Regions from separate parts of the Mus musculus genome. Here region 1 is linked to region 2. Evidence: chromatin contacts called from public HiChIP or PLAC-seq data. All regions are on one chromosome and are shown on one strand. Each heading gives the region's core, a stretch centred on a gene start, on an enhancer-like site or on the middle of the called end of the contact. The rest is flanking DNA. Distances are from core to core; before and after follow the strand shown.

Evidence for each region. HiChIP or PLAC-seq counts read pairs in DNA pulled down with a chosen protein or histone mark.
Region 1: a contact with region 2 is called in an H3K27ac HiChIP or PLAC-seq map of acute myeloid leukemia, with 2.1 times the contacts expected there. The contact joins two enhancer-like sites. A contact is called at or near these places in 1 of 39 promoter capture datasets (the C10 cell line), 2 of 115 datasets of contacts at active chromatin or transcription factors (acute myeloid leukemia and microglia) and 1 of 9 other capture datasets (embryonic stem cells).

What each region holds. Positions count from the first base shown.
Region 1 is chr10:67,759,363-67,762,948 of GRCm38.p6, reverse strand. The region is part of intron 1 of Gm40681 (a long non-coding RNA gene); the gene reads left to right. Among named protein-coding and RNA genes, the nearest start is that of Gm40681, 17 kb to the left of the region's middle. Within about 2 kb of position 2,323, at least 38 of the 459 cell types and tissues checked have an H3K27ac peak or open chromatin away from gene starts, as enhancers often do. A contact at or near this core is called in acute myeloid leukemia, where this site is marked.
Region 2 is chr10:67,224,757-67,228,381 of GRCm38.p6, reverse strand. Jmjd1c (jumonji domain containing 1C) reads right to left here. Exons shown (of 26, transcript NM_207221.3): 10 at 1,466-3,625. Among named protein-coding and RNA genes, the nearest start is that of Nrbf2, 59 kb to the left of the region's middle. Within about 2 kb of position 1,536, at least 105 of the 459 cell types and tissues checked have an H3K27ac peak or open chromatin away from gene starts, as enhancers often do. A contact at or near this core is called in acute myeloid leukemia, where this site is marked.

The sequences.
Region 1 (3,586 bases), core at 1,074-3,573, 530 kb before region 2:
ACCTGGAATTCCCATACACTCTCATCTCCTTGAGTACCTCCTGGTCCAAGCAGCTTGAAAAATGAAGGATGCTACTTAGAAGGCCAAGCTTTAAATGCCTGTTGCTTTGATGCTGGGCACCATCTACTTCTCTCTTGGGTCAGTCCTCTCATGTCAAGAGCACAGTTAGGCTGTCTATAGAGAGGCCCACAGAGTGAGGCATTCACATAATCTCAAAACACACTCTTCAGCCTCATCTTAGTCTTGGAGGATGAGAGTCTTGGCTAATGTCTTGACTGCAGTCTCGTGAGACACCTTGATTCAGGGACACCCAAGGAAGCTGGACCAAGATGATCTGTCCAGCGAAGCCATTGGAGAATAACTCCCTTGAGAAACCAATACCTACATATGGACCTTTCTTATCCTCTCCATGAGTGTCCCTCTATTGACTCGTATGTAAAAGATCTATATTCAAAACGTGTCTAAATAAATTTTGATTCTGCTTGAAAGGAAATCCGTGGGAGAACGAATTGTGTGTTGCTTGAAGAACTGAGCTTGTGAATGACGTTATGAAGCAAGATGGAACTTGCTTCCCCTAGTCAGACTTTGAGTCCTTCCAGAGCAGAGCTATGCCTTCTTCCCTACATGTGGCAACATCTGGCTGGGTGGCTGCCACAGAGTTAATATTCTAGACCAAGAAGGCTTCCATTTAAGAAATGTTTATATGAACTCAGGTACATGGGCATAGAAAATGGGCATGATAATCAGAATTTATTTACTAACTAAATAAGCAATTTAATTTAAAACTGTTATTTGATACATATAGAATTTTGCCACTCATTAAACATGAAAGCAAATTTGCATACCAACTTGGTGAACATGTATGTCTATTTTTACATAAAGGACTAAATCTTGGCTGAATGTCTGATACCGCAGAGTATTTCTATAGAGCATCTTCAGTGTTTTTCAGAGTTCATAGGTCATTTGACTTCATAATCTTCAATGCTGAGAATACCACCCCGCATAAATTCATACTACAAAAGTGGCAGACATATGATCAGGGTCCTTTCAGACATTGTTTTCAATTGTACCCTAATCTCAAGCCAAAATTCATTGAAAACTTGTTTTCACAAAACTAAAGCCAGCCAGCAACTTAGAACAGTAGTTTTTTCTTTTTTTTCTGAATTAAATGTTATCACATAATACAACTCAAAGACAAGCTGATTTGATACATTCTAAGTTATGCTGGTGGGAAAATATTAAGGTTGGTTTATTTGTTTGTTTGGCCAGGAAATGTTACTATAAGAATAGAAAATGATATGCACATTAAAACAGCAGAGTGGACTTGAACCTGAGCTGAGATATTCTGTGCAGTGTTCCTTAATGTGTCCCGGGAGCCGTGCTGGGAGCAGGGCTCTGAACCGTGTGCTGTGGCGAAATCATGTGACGCACCTTGGTTTGCTTGTGGGTTTGATACGGAATTAATTTTCGGTTGTCAGTGAGTTCAGAAACCCTTCCCTTTTACGGTTTCCTTGGCTTTTCGTGACCTCCGTGTTTAGTGATTTGATCTATAGTGTAAGGAGCTGTGTTCTAGGACTTGGAAGGAGGAGGCATGACGGGACCCACATCTCTTATAACAAACCCGATTCTCTGTGTGATGTGGAGTCCAGTTCATTTTGCACTGTGCCTGGCAGAGAGTTTGACTGGATTTAATTACCATGACCTCAAGGGTCTCAGAAAGAAGCTCCCTTCTCCTGAGCCCATGGAAGGTTTTTGGTGACATAAGAATTATGAAGATGACAACTTAATACATCCGACTGGCTAAGGAACAGAGATGACTAACTTGGACCCATGAACCCCCCCCCCTTTTTTAAGAGGTGAGGATATCACCAGGGGTCACAAGCAAAATGCGATCCTGCACCCCTCCCCTGCCCCAAGAGAGGATTTATTACTTTTTACTGGAACTCCAAGAAGATCATAATAAAAGGGGGGAGGGGGACGGGGAAGAAAAAGGAGAGGGAGAAACAGGAAAGGAAGAGGGGGAGGGGTGGAAGAGGGGGAGAGAGAAAGGAGAGATACTGAAATTGGAATTGAAGATCTTCAATCTGGAGAAGATGGGGGTGGGGGTGGGAGGCGTTCCAGCTGAGTGGGGCCTTGCAAATTCAACTTCCCCTGGCACCATTTCCTGCTACGACTGAAAAGTCTAGAAACTACACTAAGGGATTTTTTTTCCTTCTCTTTTTGTTACTTTAAAAGCAAAATGGAGTTTATTACATGTTGATTATGTTAAATTAGCCACTGCCTGTCCTCCACCCCCATCCCTTCCCCCAAGGGATGTTGAGCAACATCCTGAGGAGGAGAGGCTGGGTGTGGACCTGGGCTGTGTCTGGCCTTCTGCTGTATGTAGTAGGTGAGGCTCGATTTCTGTGACCCCCATCCTCCAAACACATCTCCCCCTTCAGGATCCAGCCTGTGACTGTTAATCCTGCCCAGCTTCATCCTCACCAAAGGGCCAATTAAAAACAGAGGCGGCTGCTGCCTATGAGTGCCGTCAAGTCAGAAATATGTGGGAGCTGTGGAAAGCTCTTCAGGATCCAAAGGGTTGAAGCCGTGATGGTTGAACGATTGTCTGAGGAACTTACATTCCAAGTCACCAGAGGCTCCAATCACACCACAAAAGTGCCAGCATATGTGTGTGCATGCTAGCAGGCTCCACAACAATGGAACATGATTGAGAATCTTGCTATTATTATTATTATTATTATTATTATTATTATTGTCAAGTTTGGACTAGTGTTTTCTCTATATGGAGAAGTTGAATGAGGATTTTAAAACCTGATGAGGAATAGATTTGGATTCTATAGTCAAATTAAATGCCAACAATCAACAGAAAAATCTTAATAGAAACAGACAGTTGTGAACTCCTTCTCGTGAAGATGCTCAATTAAAAAGGCTGTTATGCCAAAGTGTGTGTGTGCACACGTATATTTCTCTGTGTGTGGGGTATGTGCGTGTGTATTTCTGTCTCTATGTGTGTGTGTTTCTGTGTGTGTATATGTGCATGCATGATATATATATATATATATATATATATATATATATATATATATGTACACACATATGTATATGTATGTGTATGTGTATGTGTATGTGTATGTGTATGTGTATGTGTATGTGTATATGTGTGTCTGTGTGTTTGTGTGTCTGTGTGTTGCCTGTCTGTCTTTCTGTGTGTGTATGTGTTCAAAAATACTTAACCAAGAGTTAGCCCTTCCTACCTGTTAGGTAATGAGGCATTAGCATTAAAGCAAGGCATGCACACTTCCTGAATTTGCAAGTGTGTGCTATAGCCTCAGGTAGCATGGTGTCTGGTTATCTATAATACACTGAGAAATGGCATTTACAGCAAGCTACTGAATCTGTACCTAATAAATCATTATCTAATCAACGTCTATCCATTCTGTGGGCCAGAGAAAAAGAGGTCTGAAGGCTGTGTTGGTTACAGAGTGACTTAAACAATCCTGAAGACTGTTTAGTGCTGGCCATGTTCTGTGTACCTTGGGCGTCTCTGCCACTCACTGCTATAGTCAAGGCATTGGTGTTACAG
Region 2 (3,625 bases), core at 287-2,786:
ACTGGCTGCTCTTCCAGAAGACCAAGGTTCAATCCCCAATGCCTATAACTTCAATTCCAGCCCCTGGAGATCTAATGCTATTTTCTGGCCTCCACGGCACCAGACATACACATAATGCACACTTAATTCAAGCAGGAAAACACCCATGCACATAAACTAATGAAAAGGCGCTTCTTTTCCAATGCATACAAGAGATCTTTCCTCTGGACTTTATTAAAGGGTGTTAGAATGAACAACACATATCACACCACTGATGAGACATTATTTCGCACACTTTCTTCAATCATTTACTTCTAAATTGATTACACTAGAGAAAACTAAATGCAATCCTGTTTCTATTTCTTTTAAACTGGGAATTAACTTTGACCAATATACTTTTAATTCTATATGATGGGAGCAGTTTAGAATGTGAAACTTCATAACACGGATTGTAATAACTTAAAAAGTACTATGAATTTTTCAAAATGATATACGTGAAACCAATTCTTAATTATGTGATAACAAAATAGGCACTTCTGAAGGGTTTTTTTTTTTTTTTTAAAGAAGTGAATGAATTACAAAGGTAACTTATTGAAGGGCTTTTGATACTATTAATTCTTCTATACTAGGCCATACTTGATATTAGTAAATTTCTTCTAGTAATTTAATAATACTATCTGCTTTAAATAAGGCATCATCCTTTAATTCAAACTGTCTAATTTATTGGCAATGTATCTAAAATGTATAGGTCTGTGAATAAAACCCTACTAACATACATTACCTAACACCGCTCCTTTTATACAGTGAGAGCCTTGAAGACCTAGATCTTGGTTAACAAATTCAAAAACAGCTGCCCTAGTGAAGAGAACTCGGGAGCAAGACATTAAAGTCACATAAATACATGCGAACCCTTGATTTCTCAATGTCAACACCATAAATGCACTTTGGGATACAGAAATTAATTATAGAGTGTAGGGGACTCACTAGTGTATACATCAACAAGTATATTGTAAACATTCTAAAATTCGGTCACAATTTCAGCTCATAAAGTAAATTTAAGCAAAAATGATTTAGGAAATCTCCCTAAACTCCCAGCTTTGTTACATGGTTAGGGTGAGACGGACCACATCACACTGCTCCTCAGTACTGTGCTTACAGCTAAACAGGAACTACTTCTCGAATGAGATCAGGTCTCAGCTAAATACTTTAGTATCAGAAGTACAGTTCTTTTCTGGTGTAATAATCAAAGCTGTATTTTGACATTTCTAGGAAAAGATCAATTTCTAAACTTCACACTGTACTGTCTTTCCTACAACAAATGTCAGGTGAAAACATCTCTCAAGATCGGGGATCTAATCTTTTCCTCTTGTGGGGAGACAGGAAAGGCAGAAAGGAAATTCACAACTACATCCCATGGAGCCACATCCTTACTGCGAGGACCCGTGGCCCATTTTATTTGCGATAAATCAATGTATTTACTCACCGCTATTACTGTTCTGCAACTTCAGTTTACTTTTGTCCTTGGCGCTCCTGCTGAGAACTCCATTAGGCTTCGAGTCCTCTTCGACCTCGCCTTTCCTCTTCTGCAGGTCGTTCTGCTTCTTTTTATAAGTTGGCTTCGGCTGCCGTTTAGTCCTCTGCTCCGACTTGCTTTCGCTCTCATCTGAGTCTCCACTTTCAGAGCCAGATTCGTAAGTTCTTTTGGCTTTTCTCCTGCTGACTTTCTCATCTCTTCCATATTTATCTACAGCGACTCTGCCATCTGCACGATTTTCTATATCATTAGATGTAGAGGCTATTAAGTTGACAGAACATGGCTTAATAATTTCGGATACAGAATTCCCTGAATTTTCCATTTTATTAGTATTTTTATCTTCTTCTGAATGTCTGGTGAGCCAGGCCTTCTTCAGTTTAGTGTGGTAGTTGGGCTGACTGGACTGGGCTGCTGGCCCATTTCCTACAGAGATTGCTTTGTTACTTGCAGTGCAGGTCATGGTGCTATCCAGGGGAAGAGAGGCTGCCACTGTCTGATTTCTCACAGTATTAAGTTCAGCCTCACTGACACTACTATTTTTAAACTGAGCTGCAGCCAACGCTGCCTTGTGCTTTTTTAAATGAATAAAATCAGTTGTGCCTGAGAAGCCAGAGCCGGGCTGAACAGCACTTCCTGTCTTACTACAGGCCAGAGTGCCTGGAACCGCGGTGCTGACTGTGCAGTCCTTTGCTTGCGCCACTGCCTGACTAACAACACTTTTTGAAGAAGTACATTCGAAGGGTGTAGAGGCCGAAATGGTATTTGATAAAGAATAACTTGTTTCTGCACTACTCAAGCTGGAGACACTGGTGGTAGTGGCAGCAGATGTGAACACATCTGCTTTGGTAGTAGAGACTACATTTACAGCAGACATGACTGAAACAGGAACGTTGCCCTGGGAGACAGCTTCAAAGTTTTTTTCAGATTTCACATGAGCACTTTCTAAATTCACATTTGGTAGAATAATTCTTCCAGTCTCTCCGGCTTCTGGTTTGAGGTAATCTGTTTTATTTGCCCCAGATGAAGATCTTTCACAAACTCGATCTTTGGAAGCTAATGGTACAGATGGCACACTATCAACTTTTGTACTAGAAGGTGGACGAACAATGACAGATGCCACAGCAGCCTGGGACTTTCCACTACTCTTTTCCACGGGCCACTCAGCTTTCTCTCTGTTGAGGTTGTTATTAGATCTCCACATTTCCGTTAGACTCTGATCAGAAGAATTCTTAAAATTTGACTGAGAGTCTTTTGGCTCAGGAATTAGAGTTGGAGGCTTCTGAGATTCTTGAACTTTGCCACCAGCATTTACTGGCATCACCGGTGTCAGTGTTGGAGGGGAAAGGCTACTGTAGCTGCTTTCCTTTCTTTCCAAACTGTGGTGGATTGGTGGATGGAATACTGGTGCCCTGTGCAGAGCAGGCATGCTGCGGAGTGCATTAGTAGAAGAAACAGTCAGATGGGTAGGGCTCCGACAATCACTTCTGAACGTTGTTACTGAGTGAGATGCACTCTGATGGGGAAGATGGTCTGGTATCTTGCCCACTAAACTTTCACTTTCTGGTTGGTGTTTAATCAAAGGTGGAGGCTTCGAAAGAGATGATATAAAAGAATGAGTTTGAGGATTGGCTGTTGCAGAAAGGTTATTATTTTGTTTCTCAGTGTAAATGTTGGAAACTTCTTTGGATGGGTAGGATCTTGGTGGCTCATTGACCACACTATTAGATAAAGTAGTGAAGTAGTTACTCTGGGGCAAACTCTGAGGCACTGAGTGCTTCATCTTATAAATCTCTGACACGGAGCGGTCTACGTCTTTATCTTGTTTGATAGCATGGCTTTTAGGACTAGAAGATGATGGTACTACTCTGGAGTAATTCTCTCTTTCAACCTCATGACCCTTGATTTTGGTTGTAAATGGAGCCACATCAATACTCTCCTGAAGAATCCGACGATGTTCCTCCTTGTATTTGTTCAGTCTCTCTCCAGTCTCCTGGGGTGGCCTTGGACCCACAAAATGCCTATGCAAGTGACAATCTTTTCCTGCCTGTGACCTATTAAGATCCAGGTCACCTTTTACTGATGTGGATGCATTAGACCGTAATGGTTCCATAA